2 separate regions of the Manis pentadactyla genome follow, and region 1 is linked to region 2. Evidence: chromatin contacts called from public Hi-C data. All regions are on one chromosome and are shown on one strand. The core of a region is the stretch at or near the end of the contact, and the rest is flanking DNA. Distances in the headings are between cores, read along the strand shown. Region 1 holds the start of B4GALNT4 (beta-1,4-N-acetyl-galactosaminyltransferase 4). Region 2 holds the start of RIC8A (RIC8 guanine nucleotide exchange factor A).

What was found. A called contact is a pair of places that touch in the nucleus more often than the background predicts.
Region 1: a contact with region 2 is called in a Hi-C map of fibroblasts, with 2.9 times the contacts expected there. The contact joins the promoter of B4GALNT4 here to the promoter of RIC8A in region 2. A contact is called at or near these places in 2 of 3 Hi-C or Micro-C datasets (fibroblasts and skin fibroblasts).

What each region holds. Positions count from the first base shown.
Region 1 is chr9:11,205,846-11,209,363 of mManPen7.hap1, reverse strand. B4GALNT4 (beta-1,4-N-acetyl-galactosaminyltransferase 4) reads right to left here and starts at 2,102. Exons shown (of 20, transcript XM_057506819.1): 1 at 1,495-2,102. The coding sequence starts at 2,053.
Region 2 is chr9:11,030,268-11,033,983 of mManPen7.hap1, reverse strand. RIC8A (RIC8 guanine nucleotide exchange factor A) reads right to left here and starts at 1,817. Exons shown (of 11, transcript XM_036927130.2): 1 at 1,680-1,817; 2 at 419-852; 3 at 137-184; 4 at 1-55. The coding sequence starts at 502. BET1L (Bet1 golgi vesicular membrane trafficking protein like) reads left to right here and starts at 1,878. Exons shown (of 5, transcript XR_008999120.1): 1 at 1,878-2,099; 2 at 3,303-3,394; 3 at 3,659-3,715.

The DNA.
Region 1 (3,518 bases), core at 853-3,352, 180 kb before region 2:
GAGCTCAGGTGGCTGAACAGGAGGTGGGGCTGCAGCCCAGAGCCAAGACCCCTGGGCGAGAGCAGCTCCTGGAAGGTGCCAGAAAGCGGGTTTCGTCTTCCAGGACCCTGAACAGCTCCTGCTCACCCAGGAGTAGGCAGGGGAGGATGACTAGTCTCCCAACCTCCCCACTGGCCTGAGAGCAGAGGGAGCCTCAGAAGTGGAATTCCCACACCTCTGCCCCCTCCTAGTTGCTGAGCTAGACTCCCTGGCTGCTCAGGAAGTGAGGTTGGGGACGACTGTGGTCGCTCAGAAAGCCACAGAGACAGCTGAGAGGCCTGGTTTTGTTCCGTGACACTGGGTCACACTCTAGGTCCTGCCTTGCTTGCTGATGACGGGGGGCCTCTTTCAGAGATGGAGCAGAGCTGAAGCCTCTCCAGGGTGTGGTGGCTGTGAGGCATGCGGACTCCGGCAGGGCGGGGACAAGCTCCAGACCCGGCCCTGGTGGTCTGTGGAGCCAGGTGTCCAGGTACAGGAAGGAGAGGCAAGAGGGGCTTTGGCAAGTGGAAGGCAGGAGTGGGACTGAACAGGGAGGTCTGGCGCCCTGGCAGAGTGGCCCAGGACGTGTGGTTGTCATTGCTCTGAGCCTTTGGGAAGCAGACCCTCCCTCCACCCCATCCCAAGGACACCCTGCACCATACTTCCTTGAGAAGAGTCAGGGGCAGCCTGGCTGGGATCTTCCCTGCCCTGAGATGTTTCCCTCTCATACCCCCACTTACCGCTTTCTACCCTTCTCCTCTCACCAGATTTCCATCAGTCCTTCTGTCTTTCCCTCAAATGTGTCAAAGGTCACTGCCTCCAAGAGGCCCGCCAGGATCCCCCCAGCCAAAGGGGTAGGAGCTCCCCCTGGTTCTTTACAGCAGCACTCACCCGGACCTGATTTGCTGTGTGTGTTCACTGTCCTCACTGGAGGAGCCTGGGAGGGCTCACTCCAGCCAGTCCAGGGCTCCCCCGGCTGGATCCCCATCACCATGCCTTGCTCCCCTGACACACAAGCATCTCAGTCCTTGATCGCAGGGCTACCTAAGGCATCCCGTCCACGGAGCGTGGATCAGCTCTCCCCAACCTTCTCCCTCCCCTCCTCCCCAGCAGATGGGGAAACTGAGGCTCTTCTGGGTAGGAGATGGTGGAGGCGCGGCCCGGATGTGGCCTCTTCGGAATCCCAGCACGCAAGGCCTGGGGGCACAGGTGTCTCCGGGAGTCCACGGTTACCCTGTCACTGCCGGAGCCCGACCACATCCCCGGGCCGGCCTAGGTTCAGGGACGCTCCACGAGAGGGTCGCGCGCGTCACTGCTGACGTCACCGGGCGTCCGGGCCCGGCCGAACCGCGCCCCCTGCCCCAGTTGCGAGCCGGGAAGGGCGGCCGGGGTCCCCGGGCGAGTCTGAGCCCACGCCAGGGCCCGGCGCTGCTCAGAGCCCTCACCGCCCCCGGCTCCGGCGCGCGCCTCCCGTACCTCGCCCGTAGCCCAGGCGCTGGCGCAGCGCGCGGCCCTGGCGCACCAGGCTCAGGTGCACGTACGTGAGCCACGCGGCGCAGGTGAGGAGTACCAGCAGGAGCAGCAGCTTGATCTGCTTGCGGATCTTCTTCACCGGGAACCACGGCATCGCGGCCGCCCCGCCCTCCCGGGCCTCGCCCAGCGGCGCCGCTACGGCCCCCTGTTCCCGCGCGCCCCGCGCCGCGGCCCCCAGCCCCGCATGGCCTTTGTCCACCGCTCGCGGCCACCGGGCGCGGCCGCGAACCCCGGCTGCGCCCGGCCCCGGCCCGGGGTGGGCGGCGAGCGGCTCCCGGCGGCGCCCAGCGCCGGCCCCGCCCGGCCGCTCGGGCTCCGTGCTCCCGGGGCCGCGGCCGGACGAGCCGAGCCACGCTGCGGCGCTACCCACCGTGAACGGGCCGAGGGCCGAGGCGCCAGCCAATCGGGGCCCGGCCAGCTCCCGGCAGCCAATCCACGGCTCGGGGCGGGGCCGGCGTGTTCGGGTGTGCCCGCCACTCGTCTCCACGCAACGCGCGCGCATCCACCTGGGCGCGCCGGCCCGCGCAGCGCGTGAGCGCGGAGACTGAAGCACCGAGGGCTGCGCGGACGCGGCTGGCGGGGAATGGGGGCTACAGCGCGAGGGCGCGGGGACGGGGAGGTATGCGGACAGCGGACTGCGGCTTGGGGACTGGAGATGCGGGGGATGGGGAAGGCTGAGATGGAGGCTAGGCGGTCCACGGGACACAGGGAGGTGTAGGGGAACAGAGGACCGGGGACAGGGGTCTAGTGGGTATGCGGAGTTCTGGGGACCAGACGGGGGATATGGGGAGTTGAGGGGGACGGATGGAAGGACGCAAGGATGGGGTGGTGCTGAGAGACTTAGGGATTGGGATACAGAGCAGGGACCTCGGGTTGCTCTGAGGATGGATGGGGAGAGGTCCGGTCTTGAAAGAGGGGACATCAAGAGAGAGAGAGGTGCAGAGGACTGCTGGACAGAGGGCCAGGGCCCAGGGTGTGTAGGGATGGAGGTGGCAGAACGCACAGACTATCAGGGGGCCGGGGTGTGGGGATCAACAGGTTCCAGGGAGGTGAGGCTGGGGAGGGTCTCAAAGCACGTGGCTTCACCTGGAAGGGGGTGAGGAGCCACCAAAGGACCTTAACTTAGAGGGTCTTACCTGGCTGCCTGGTGGACAGGGGCCTCTGAGGGTCAGGTGCTCCCACTGAGGGCAGAGTGGGGAGGCAGGGAGACCACGAGTGGGTCCATGGTGGTACTGTTGCTGAGCTGGGTGTGGGGGTGTGGGCTCATCATGGATTTTCCCCACTTGGTTCCATGCTTGCCTGGGCCTCTCCACCCACTTCCCCACGTGGCTCTCTCCCCCAGTCCTCCTCTGCCCAGCTGCCAGCCCAGCTTTCCCCTTTAACCCTCCTGTCAGCGGCTCCGCTTTTTCTATTGCTGTGTAACAGATCCCCAGTTGTGGGGTGTAAAACAACTGCTGATTATGTTCACGGATTCTGTGGGTCACGAATATGGACAGGGCCCGACAGGACAGGCTTTCTCCGCTCCATGTTGTCGCAGGCCCTGGGTGCCTTAGTGGGGATGGCTGGGTTCAGCCAGGATGGTCAGTCAGAGCACCTGGATGTGGCCACTCCAGGGGATGGCCTTTGGGCTCCAGCAGGCAAAGTACCTGGTGGAGCACCGCATACCAACTTTGCCACATGCTGTCATATGCCACCCAGGTATGAGAGGAGGGGTTTCACAATTATGAGTGATGTTTACTGTTCAGCTTTTGGTAGGTGATCCTGACCTCTTCCATTCCCAGATTGTTGAGAGTTTTAATGAGTAAGTGTTGGATTTTGTCAAATGCTTTTTCTGCAACCATAAGAGCTTATTATTTTTATTTCCTTACACATATATGTGATAGATCACACTGATTGATTTTTTAAATGTTGAACCACACTTGCACCCCTGGAATAAATCCCACTTGGTGGTGTGTAAATTCATTGTT
Region 2 (3,716 bases), core at 568-3,067:
GGCGCGAGGGGGGCAAGCCCTGCTCCAGGACCGAGACCAGGAGCTTCGCCAGCCTCTGTGCACAGGGAGGAGAGCGGCTCCACCAGATCTCTCTGCTGGCCCCGCCCCCGGCCCCCTGCCCTCAGCGAGCACCCACCTTCCTGTCCTCCTGCTGGGCGGCATCAAACGCGAAGCTCTGGGAGTTCTGCAGAGACCAGAGGCACAGGGGGCTCCGCTTTCCGCGGGAAGGTCCCGGCCCCATGGACGGGACCCCACGGGAGCCGACGGCCCCGCGCTCCCACCCCAACCCGCGGTCACCGAGCCCTCCCCGCCCTCGCCCTGCCACGCCCCCGCCCCGCCACCCCTCGCTCCCGCCCCGCAGCGGCCGCGCGCGCCGCACCCAGCCCCGCCGCCTCCCTGAGCCACAGCTCCTGCTCACCTCCCGGTTATAGGTGCGCAGGGCGTCCATAATCACGTCCTCCTCCCCCGTCTCCACAGCCTCCGCAACTGCCCGGGGCTCCATGGCGCCCCTGGGAAAGGCGGCGGTAAGGTGCGAGCAGCTAGCCCCGAGGCTCGAGCTAGAGTCCGCGCGCCCCTCCCAGCCTCCGCGCGAGGCAGGCCGGGACGCGAACTGGGTTGCGCGCGGGGCAGACCGGGACGCGCGTGCGCGGGGTGCCGTGAGCGGCGTCTTCTTAAGGCGGTGCGCCTTAAGGTGGCAAGACCCTAAACAGCCGCCTGGAGATTAAAGGCTTTGCCATCCACTTAGCCTGCGCCTCAAAGATGTCACTCGGTAGTGGTCCAACCTTTGGTTCTCTCCGTCGAACCGAACAGTGACCCTAGCTTCCTGGGCCGGAATTCCCGTCAGCCCCGTTCCTAGCACAAGCACACCGAAGCCGCTCTTGATGCACAAAACTAAAGGGACGTCCCGGGGGAAAGTAATCTGCAGCCCCGGAACGCTTTATTTGCTGAACTGGGATTTGAGTACCTACAGCATGCGAGGCACTGAGATGCGAATGAACAGGACCCACAGGTCCCTGCCTTTGTGAAGCTTTCCGTTGGTGGAAATAGACAGGCATACCAAGAAATAAGACTTTAGGCAGTCATAGTGCCGTAATTGAAAAAGAAAAGGAGCCTGGTGGGCTGGCAAAGGGATCCAAGGAAATGCCTTTTTTTTTCTGGGACTGGCGGGTAGGTAATGAGCCACAAAAGGATCTGGGGTAAGGTCATTCTAGTCAGAAGCAACAGTCAGTGCTAAAGTGGAAATGGCTGTGGCGGGAGGGCGAAATAGACATCATTGTTGGGGCTGACGGGAGAATGGGGAGAGGACGTCAGGATGAAGGCAAGGCCTTATCACGTGCGGCGACTTCCTAGCTGTATCCCACACACTCGCCTGGACTGTTTCCCTTTTTGAAAAGCAGAAATAACAAAAAGTTCTATTTCAGTGGGTTGTCAGGAAGCGCAAATGACACAGCAAATGCTCCAGTAGAGCGGGTAGTAGGTACAGTCCACCCAATCCGCAGCAGGCCTTACTCGAGCATCTACCCTACGCCAGGCCCTCAGTGCCAGGGTAAAGGCAAGAGGCACTGGCTCCTAACGGCCACACTCCCACCCCAGCATCTGCAGGGCTCGCTTGTCCCAGGCCCTGTACTAGACACTGATTCACTTTGTCCCGCCCACAGGAACAGGGGCCGGGTTCGCACCGAGTCCGCGCCTTAACAGCCGGTAGAGGCGGCCCCTCGTCGCGCCCCGGCACCGCTTCTCGCCTGGGAAAAGGCCTGCGAGCTCCTCTTAGGCCCCGCCGTCGCCTTTGGCGGGAATGGCGGACCACGGTGACCGTCTGCACCACGGCTGGCGAGAATAACGCTAACCATCAAGCGGCTCCTAGAGCAAATGCTTCGCCCGTCCCGAGTTAGGCGTCGGAGCGCACGTCACTTCCGTTCCCATGGCGTCACCCCAGAAGCCCTCGCGGCCAGGGCCTCGGCCGGAAGCTGACCACCCCGGGACGGAAGGGGCGGTGCCGGAAGCCCTTTGCCACAACTGCGCCACGTCCGACGAGGTGGTGGATGTGACGCTGACGGTCTCCGTTACTGTGGCAGGCACGATGGCGGACTGGGCTCGGGGTGAGCGCGGGGAAACGAAACCGGATGGCTATGGGGCCGGCCGTGGCCGACGCCACCGCCCTCAGGAGCCGCCCTGCCTCTCTGGGAGCCCTGGGCGGTAGATCAGCCGCGCCGTGCGGGGGTCGTCAGGGCCCTGCGGGGGCTCCCGTCCGGCTGCTCTGCGAAGCGGTCCGCAACGCCCGCAGTTGTTTCTCCGTCCGTTCCCCTCGAGGTCGTTCAGCCCCGGGCCACCCGGTCGACAGGGCCCCGGGAACTAGCCCTTGGGCGTGGCGGCTGCGGCCCCCAAGCTGTCCCCCAGTGCCCGGGAGCGTCGTGCATTTGCTCTCTGGGAGCTCTTCTCATCTGCCCGATGGGGTGCCGGAGCTCGCCTCGCAGGGCTGTTGTGGCCGTTAAGGAATGAACAAATTGGAAGTGGTTGGTGGGACCCTGATATTCCTTCCTTTGAATCTATCTGTACACGTCAATGCGTCCTTGGGCTGCGCCCCCATTAAATGGGTCCCGTTGAGGCGTCTGGCCTGCGGCAAACTTGCAGTCCTAATTTGGGGGAGGCGGTTCTCACCCGCGTGGTGTGACGAGTCTGGATCACCCGGCCCAGCCCTAGCGCTAGGCCATATCTCAGCAAGCATCAAGCTCTGGGTCTCTGGGCCCTGGGTGAGCGGCCATAGGCCCCGCCCTCGGAGTCGACCTCAGCCGCGATTTTGGGTGTTTGGGAGCTTTGATCGGCTTTTTCCTCCGTGGTTAATTTGTCACTTCTCAAGGACCAGTGTACAAGTCGTCCCTGAAAGGGCCTTCCTTCTACTCTTCACCCCCTGGTGCTCGTCCTGCGTCTTCCTAGGTCCATACTGGAATTTACAGGGGTTTTTTTTTTGAGAGCAGGTCATGTATACACTGATGGCGACGTCCTCAAAGCAATGGTACAGGTTCTGTCACAGTATGAGAAAGTGCTGGTTAGACTAAATCAAACCCTTTGGGTGTGTGTGTGTTTGAGGGAGCCTGCCTGTCCTGGCGTGGACGCGTACGCATACATTGTCATTCATGCAGTCTGTCAGGTGTATCAGGGCTGAAGTGTGTCCAGGCCCCCAGATGTCTGACTGGGCCAGGTGGGATGGACTGAGAACCCTGAGGCCACAAAGGCCTGACAGGCAGAGCTGAAAGGCAGTGCTTGTGGATGGATGCACCCCACCAGCGTCTTTCTTTTCATAGCTCAGAGCTCTGGCACTGTGGAGGAGATTCTAGACCGGGAGAACAAGAGGATGGCCGACAGCCTGGCCTCCAAGGTCACCAGGCTCAAATCGGTTAGTGGTGGGCCCCCTTTTACCTCCAACTGGTGCCCTGGAATGTGGATCAGAAGGAGGGTGGAGGCCCAGAAGGGTTTCAGGTAGTTCCCATCCTTGTCCCATCCGTGGCAGTGCTTACCTGTGTGGGGCCTGAGTGATACCTGGATCTCCTGACCTTGGCTGATGGCACTGTGTGGCAGAGTGGGCAGGATCTGCTGGTCTTGGGGGGATGTCTAGGGTGTCTGCCCTGGCCTGACCCTGCCCCTTCTGTGTCCTGACCAGCTGGCCCTGGACATCGACAGAGACACGGAGGACCAAAATCGGTACCTGGATGGCATGG